Linked DNA regions of Mus musculus: region 2 is linked to region 1. A link is a contact called in public Hi-C data. All regions are on one chromosome and are shown on one strand. The core of a region is the stretch at or near the end of the contact, and the rest is flanking DNA. Distances in the headings are between cores, read along the strand shown. Region 1 overlaps Ubr2 (ubiquitin protein ligase E3 component n-recognin 2). Region 2 has its middle 29 kb from the start of Ubr2.

Region 1 (3,956 bases), core at 940-3,439:
AGCCTTCAGCTTCAGCAAGAGACTCTGCCTCACAAAAGGTAGAAAGTGACAGAAAAAGACACCTGACATCAGCTCTGGCCTCTGTACACATGTTCACATGTGCATGCATACCCACCTACATACATATGCCACACACACATATGCATACAAAAGAATAAAAGTCAAATAATATGGGTAAAAAGAACAGAATAGTGTTTTGTCATGCAAAAGTGATGTGAAATCTAAACTTTTATTATTCATAAATATTTTTTAATAGTCATACTTCATTGTTTTAAAGATGTATGTGTGTGTGTGTGGCATATGTATGTAGTATGTATGTATATATACACACACACACACACACATGTACATATATACATACATACATATATCACCAGACTGTCTCTGACCCACCAGCTTCCAAATAATGGCACATATTTGTTTGTTTATGAAACGTTCGGACTGAGCGGGCAGTGGTGGCACACACTTTAATCCCAGCACTTGGGAGGCAGAGGCAGGCGGATTTCTAAGTTCGAGGCCAGCCTGGTCTACAGAGTGAGTTCCAGGACAGCCAAGGCTACACAGAGAAACCCTGTCTCAAAAAAACAAAAAACAGGAAAAAAAGAAAAAAGAAAAGAAAAGTTCGGACTGTATATCTTAGACTTTTCCCCAGTTAGCATATATACTTAATCTGTTTATTCTGATTTATGTTCTCCAGTGTAAATTTGATAGCTGATCGCCTTTCCTTCTTTTATAGGGTTATGTTATGTTTTGTTTTTTGTTTGCGTGTGTGTATGTGCATCTGCACACATGCATACCAGGCGGTCATGTGTGAAAGTCAGAGCGCCTTGCAGGAGTTGGTTCTCTTTGTCCATCGTGTAGGCCTCAGGGATTGAACTCGGATGCTTAGGCTCAACTGCAGACCTTTTCTCAATTCTGCCACTCTGAGCTTCCCACGCCAAGCTCGAAAGGTGGTTTGATGTTAGTAGTTAGAGACTCCTGGGTGCCGCTCCAGAATGTTTAGTTATACTTACTGGGCGTTTGAGTGTCTGGGTAGAATGACTCAGCTGATTTAAAATTGAGATCACTGAAAGAAAACATTTTAGGAAGTTTAATTTTGTCTATTGTTACACATACAGGATTAAGTTCATTAAGAAACAACCCTGTCAGCCTTCTTGTGTTTGGGAGTTGAAGCCGGAAGGCAGAAGAGGGCAGTGTGCACTAATAGGTTGTGCCTTCTGCTCTCCCTCAGGATCCTCTTGTGCATCTATCAGAAGATGTGATCGCCAGAACTTACAACATTTTTGCTATTATGTTTCGATATGCAGTAGATATACTGACCTGGGAAAAAGAAAGTGAATTGCCTGAAGACTTAGAAGTGGCGTAAGTACTGCCCATTCCTTAGATGTGGGGCTGCTAAACTTTAACATCTTTCACACAGCAAGGAAAAGACGTGGTCTTTCATTTTAAATTTATTACATTTTTTCATTCATTTCTTTGCATATGGGAAGGAGGGAGAATTGACACTGGCATATGAGGAGGTCAGAGGGAAGCCTACAGGAGGCAGTTCTAGCTACAAGTAGGTCCTGGGGATTGAACTTGGGTTGTCAGACGATGGCAACTGTGCTTACCTCCTTACTGTCCTAGGACTTTAAAAAAAAAAATTGGTTAGATTTTTAGCAGAATCTTAAGTTTGGTATTACAGTTTTGCGGTTTGTATGATTAATTGGTGAAGGTTTTCCTAAGTTGATTGGTTTGTAGCAGTGTTAAACTATGTAGGACTAGCAAGATGGCTCAGCAGGTAAAGTCCTTGCCAGCAAACCTGACAGCTTGGATTTGGTCCCTAGGAAGAATTCACATGCACCCTCACCTGCATCCTTTGTAACCGGGCTGGCTCAGACTGGAGAGGTGCGCTCGCCTCCACCTCCCAAGTGCTGGGGCTAAAGGTGCTCCACAGTGCCCAGTAATAAAACTGGAAGGGGTTAGGGCATGAACTCTTTTCTATGTTAGTGAACTTAGGGGGTTTATGAAAGGCTTAAATGCAAGTTTAGACATTTTGCTTCTAATTTTAAATTTTATTCAACACTGTGCTATTTTCCTGTACATCCGCCATTTTTATTTAGACGATTGAGGTCATAATCTTGTGATCAGACAGTTGAATTCAGCCACAGCTGTGTTAAAGGACTGGCTGCTTGCCCTGGCTACATGCTCGCCTCACACAGCCTTTTCTTTTCTGAAAAGCCACCCCCTGCTTGTTCAGTTCATAGCTGAGGGTGATTGTGGGCTGGAGAGGATGGATATTGGACACTAGGAGGTCACTAGATTTATTAGATGTCAGTCACCAGAGGTTGACTGCTCTGTTTTTTCAGTGTGTTCTAGATAATTGGGATTGTGGGTAAAGTGTTGAATGGCTTTTTTTCTTTCTTTTTTGCTGTTTGTTTTTGTTTGTAACAGACTTTCTCTGTGTAAGTCTGACTATCCTAGAACTCACGCTATAGACCAGCCTGGCCCACCTGCCTCTGCCTCCTGAATCCTGGGATCTGAGGCGCGTGCCACCACCAGCCAGCAGGGTAAAATGTGTTTAATAGGACAAGTTGTTGTGCACTATTTTGGAAGTGTTGACACTTATTGTATTCATGAAATTGAATCTGTCTGTTCAGCTCAGAGATCCGAGTTGAACGCCTGAGAAACAGATGGCTTTCTCCCTTTTGTCCCTCTCTCCCTCTCTCCCTCTTTCCCTTCATCCCTCCCTCCCTCCCTCCCTTCCTTCTTCCCTCCCTCCCTCTCTCCCTTCATCCCTCGATCTTTCCCTCCCTTTCCTGTGTGTGTGTGTGTTTGGGGGGGGAGGGGCTCTCTTTGTAGCCCTAGCTGTCCCAGAACTCCCTCTATAGACCATACTAGCCTTGAACTCACAGATCTGCCTGTCTCTGCTTCCTAAGTGCTGGGATTAAAGGCATGTGCCATCACGGCCCGGCCTTTGGTTTGGTTTGGTTTGGTTTGGTTTGACTTTATTTTCATTTAATTGCCCAGGGCTACCAATACAGAGCACTCTGATGGGCTTCTTTGGTAATATTTGCCGTCCGTTACCGTCTAGCTAACAGCCTGCATCAGCCGAGCCCTCTGGCCCGCACTTAAGCTGGTCTCTCTCCCTCCAGCTCCTCCTCTGTGAGCTACTCTCTGCCCACAGCTGCCTGCCCAGATGACACGCCCACTCTTTCCACAGCATTGATGGCATTGATGTTTTCTCCCCAGAGAGAAGAGTGACACCTACTACTGCATGCTGTTTAATGATGAGGTTCACACCTATGAGCAAGTCATTTATACCCTTCAGAAAGCTGTGAACTGTACACAGAAGGAAGCCATTGGCTTTGCAACTACAGTTGATCGAGATGTAAGTCATATGTCTTAAGAAATACAACATTTTTTGATATGGGGGTCTCACTGCATAGTCCGGGCTGGCCAGAACTTGCTGTGCTGACCATACTGGCCTTGAACTTACAGAGATTTGCATGTTTCTACCTCCCAAAGTCTGGGATTGAAGAAATTGAACTTCGTACAGATAAGCTGGCCTAGAAAAAGTAGTTAAAAGTATCTAGGCTAATTTTTTTTTATTTCATTTGAATATTGGCCCAAGTATTTATTGCTAGAACTAAGAAGTTACCAGGTAGAACATTAAAAAGAATATGCAATTGTCCTAATTCTGTTCAGTGATTTAAAATGCTGGGCTATGAGAATGGCCATTACAGAAATCGAGAATAAATGACCTGTCGTGAGAGTAAAACACACACACATACACACACACTGGTAGTTTAAGCATTAAAGAGAGCATTAAAGCGCAATTTTAGTTTCTCATTAGTGACTAGGACGGATGTTAAAATATTAGGGACTGACTCAGTCTGCTCTGTGGTCAAGCATGTTTCCTGGTCTGCAAGCCAGTCACACTAAGTACAATGCTCTTACAGCTAGTTTTTAATGTC
Region 2 (3,956 bases), core at 449-2,948, 52 kb before region 1:
TGGGTGGGTGGGTAGGCTAGAGTGTAGAATTATCACCAGGGCCTTGACTTGTGCAGTTTTGGAAGCTGAAAGATCTTCAGATACATGCTGAAGACCCGAGAACCAGGCACGCTGATGGCTACCGGACCCTTTCCAAGTCCAGAAGCAGTGAAGGCGGGTGTCACAGCTCAAGGTTGCTCAGACATTTTGTCTGTCAGGCAAGAGATGGGTTTCAAGTGCCTTGCCCACAACAGTGAAGGTGAATTGTATTGTATTACTCCCACCTTGTCTGCAGGAGACCCTGAGGGATGCCTGATGTCCTAGATAGTACCACGTGTTATTACACTTTTTTCTGTCTACTCAGACTGATAATAATGTGTAATTTACAAATTAGGCTTGTCGTGAGTTTGACAATTAACATTACAAATGGAGACTGGAGAGAGGGCTCAGCAGCAGTTATGAGCTCTCACAGAAGACCTGGGATAGGTTCCCAGCTCCTACATGACAGGTCACAGGTTGTGACCACCTCTAGTTCCAGGGGACCTGCTGCCTTCTTCTGGGCTCCGAGGACTTGTTAGGACACTAGGCACACACAGAGCACATATGCACACATGAAGCGAACACTCATACATACAAAATAAAAATAAATAACCATGAAAGAAAGAAAACTTAAAATCCAGAGAAGTTAGGTTACTCTCCCAAAGTCAGTTAGCTAGCCAATAGGGAAACCAGGTTTAGAATACACAAATACTTATGTATGTTCACGGATGGTGGATGGGATAACACACCCCAAACCCTTCACGGTGGCTATGTCTGCCAAATGATGCTGAAGCTCTTAGGCAGTGGCTCTCACCCTTCCTAATGCTGTGACCCTTTAATACAGTGCCACACGTTGTGGCAATCCCAACCATAACATCATTTTTCTTGCTACTTCATGACTGTAATCCTGCTAAAGTCATGAGTTGTGATGTAAACATCTGACATGCAAGATATCTGATTTGCAGGACAGCTGATCTGTGAACCCTTGAAAGGGCTGTTTGTTCCCCCAAAATGGGTCATGACCCACAGGTTGAGAACCCACTGGGCTAAATTTAAAAAAAAAAAAACAAAAAACAAACAAAAAAAACTTTTCTCTTCCACTTTGTATACCAAATGAAATATAGGACTTTTATTTATATCTTAACTTCTTTCTCTCCCCCAGCCCCACCCCCTGGGCTAAGACAGAGTCTCACTGGCTATTCTGGCTGACTGGAACTCACTGTGCAAACTAGGCTGGCCTCAAACTCAGAAAGTTCTGCCTGATTCCAGAACATTCCAGGCATCACACCCTGCACATTTGAATTTCAACAGGAGACCAGATTTGCTCTTAGTGTTTACTGAGAATTTAAAAATTAAGGAAGATTAGGAATAGTGGTGCACACTTTTCATCCCAGGGCTTGGAAGACAGGGGCAGGTGGATCTCTGCACATTCCAGGCTAGCCTGGTCTACATAGGGAATTTCAGTGAGACCCTGTCTCAAGCAAGTAAAATGAAATGAAATGTTTGAGTTCGGTGTCTGAAATTCACAGTTAACTGAGTGTACATATTTGTATTTGCTAAGTCAGACAGCCCAGTCTTAGTTTGTCTTCTGTTGGCAGGGCCGGCAATTCCTTGGTTCCTCCACAATGAAATACCAATTCTCCAGGAATTCTGCCACCATCTGATAAGACTGATTCAGACATTCAAGTTACTCTAAGCTGTGGTGACATATTAACTAGGGGTAATTCAACGGCTATGCCTGAACCTCTGTCTTTGCTTTATTTTGTGTTTCATTTTATTGAATGAAAAAGAAGCTCTGTCAACTGGAAGAAATTTCAGGCGAGATCAAATTTCAGTTTGTCTCAGACTGGTCCTCCGAAGAATTCACCCTGTGCCACGCAGAGCTTCTTGTTCTCAAGTCCCTACTACTAAAAAGTAGGCATGGATCTTAACTGGCATTCTGGCTGCTGGCGTGGCACCATGGCTGGTTGCTAGAAGGGCATCCCAATATACATAGCTCGGGAGGAGAAGGACTTGATTTCCGCTTGAAGATGTCATTTTGAATTTCACTTTCTAGCTGCTTATGAAACCTAAAATAACAAAGCGACACAGAGTACTTCTGGGCTCCCAGCTGTGCCACCAGTCACAATTTTAAACAAACGCAAGCTCCATTGTTAAAGAGAGACTGCAGGCATAAGAAAGCCCAGCCCCACCGAGAAAGGCGAGCCTGAGAGGATGCCAGCCCTGGACAGGAGCGCCCCCTGCAGGCTCCCAGCAGTATCGCGGAGGAAACGGATCTGAAGAAGGCTCCAAGGTCATTTCAAACACAGTCCTAGAGAGTAGTTAGTTGTCTCTGCCTGAAGGGCCACTTGAGAGGAGGGTGAGGGTGTCCTTGCAATGAGCAGAATCAAAGGCAGAGGACCTAGTGACTTGAACTCGTACTCTACAGGGAATGCAGGACCTTCTGCTTGTGTTCAAGTCCCTGGGCAGGGTCGATGTTTGGTCCACTGACAGAATCGATATGAATGGTGAAGAATCCTGAAGTCTGGGTTAGGAATGTCATGGTACAAAGCTGTACTTGTTCTGCAGGATGATAGACAGGTGGACATGCACAGAGTAAGGGGAGGGAGAACCCTATCTCGGGATGAGTCCAAAGTGCTTCTTTCAACATCATCCCACACTTAAGATGCCAGGGATGGATCCAGGACCCTATGTTGGCTAGGCAGGCTTGTTATCAACTGACCTACATCCCTGCTGGTTCCCACACGCTGCTTTCTTTTTAAATATTTGTTTACTGCATGTTCAAGAATGTGTGAATGTGGGTACACACAGGTCACAGGGAGTGTGCACAGGTCAAAGGGAAGTTCTCAGACCTCTCCAGCTACCTTGAGGAATATAGGAATAAACTCAAATCATCAGGCATATACAAACATTTTGGCATATTTTTTTCAACCTACTTTAGTAAGGGTCCAACCTCCCCACTAGTCCACCACCCATCAGAGGTAGTGGGAAAGAAAGGTTATTAGGATATGGGGGAAGTGTACCTGTTTAGAAATAGTTCTTTGGAGCGACCCCAGTCTTTGTTGCTCTCAGTCCAGTCCACTAGCAAACACCAAACATGAACCAGCAGCTGCCGTCCAGTCCGCTCGGCAGACACCACACAGGAATCAGCAAGGGCAATTCAATTCAGAAGAAACCTTGCAGCTCACCAAGCAGTCCGAGTCTGCAGAAGCTGCAAAATCCGCAGGAACCTCACCATAAGTTCTTTGGTGAGGTTCTCTCTATGGAATCGCCACAAGCAAAGCTTGGCAATGCAATGTAAGGCAAACCAATCCATGCAGGTCGTCAGTGAAGAGCAGCAAGGCAGAGCAAAGCGAACCAATGCTTGAGCTCCCAATGTCTGGGGGTCATATTTATATTCCTTCTGAACATCATGTGTCTTTTCTTGTGTTTGCTATAGCAAAACATCCTTACGCCCTTGTCTGCTTCAGAAAAACATTCCTTCACATGCCTACTTTAACAAAATATCCTTTCACCTGTGTGCCCAGCAAAATATCATTTGACATAACTTACTTTCCAAAGAAACCAGAAGTTTCTATTCACAAACACACTTGCTCAGCCAACCCTGCTAGTCCTCCACATTCACTCAATGGCACTGGTCTGACAGAATCCCCTATTCCTGTCTCTGCGAATTATGGTTTCACTGGTGGCTAATAGGTAGATTGTATTTTACTGCTGTCCAATTTGTAGCTACAATAACTTAAGGATAGATTTATGGGGGCTGGAGATATGTCTCAATGGTTAAGAGCACTGGCTGTTCTTCCAGAGGACCTGGGTTCAATTCCCAGCACCCACATGACAGCTCACAACTGTCTGTAACTCAAAATCCAGGGCTCCTGACACTCTCATGCAGACATGCATGTAGCAAAACATCAATGAACATAGAATAAAATTAGACA

Evidence for each region. Hi-C and Micro-C count contacts between places; a contact is called where the count stands out from the background.
Region 2: a contact with region 1 is called in a Hi-C map of cerebral cortex, with 2.3 times the contacts expected there. The contact joins two enhancer-like sites. A contact is called at or near these places in 6 of 39 promoter capture datasets (the C10 cell line, embryonic stem cells, hippocampal neurons and 2 more), 10 of 15 datasets of contacts at CTCF or cohesin (CD8 T cells, the G1E-ER4 cell line, the NIH/3T3 cell line and 4 more), 200 of 484 Hi-C or Micro-C datasets (2-cell embryo, the AML12 cell line, the AtT-20 cell line and 107 more), 14 of 115 datasets of contacts at active chromatin or transcription factors (the HPC-7 cell line, astrocytes, bone marrow-derived dendritic cells and 5 more) and 3 of 9 other capture datasets (adipose tissue, embryonic stem cells and pancreatic islet).

Annotation. Positions count from the first base shown.
Region 1 is chr17:46,986,059-46,990,014 of GRCm38.p6, reverse strand. It overlaps Ubr2 (ubiquitin protein ligase E3 component n-recognin 2), which reads left to right. Exons shown (of 47, transcript NM_146078.3): 5 at 1,232-1,362; 6 at 3,232-3,370. Among named protein-coding and RNA genes, the nearest start is that of Ubr2, 22 kb to the left of the region's middle. Within about 2 kb of position 2,189, at least 17 of the 459 cell types and tissues checked have an H3K27ac peak or open chromatin away from gene starts, as enhancers often do. A contact at or near this core is called in cerebral cortex and forebrain, where this site is marked.
Region 2 is chr17:47,037,348-47,041,303 of GRCm38.p6, reverse strand. No RefSeq gene overlaps it. Among named protein-coding and RNA genes, the nearest start is that of Ubr2, 29 kb to the right of the region's middle. Within about 2 kb of position 1,698, at least 58 of the 459 cell types and tissues checked have an H3K27ac peak or open chromatin away from gene starts, as enhancers often do. A contact at or near this core is called in cerebral cortex and forebrain, where this site is marked.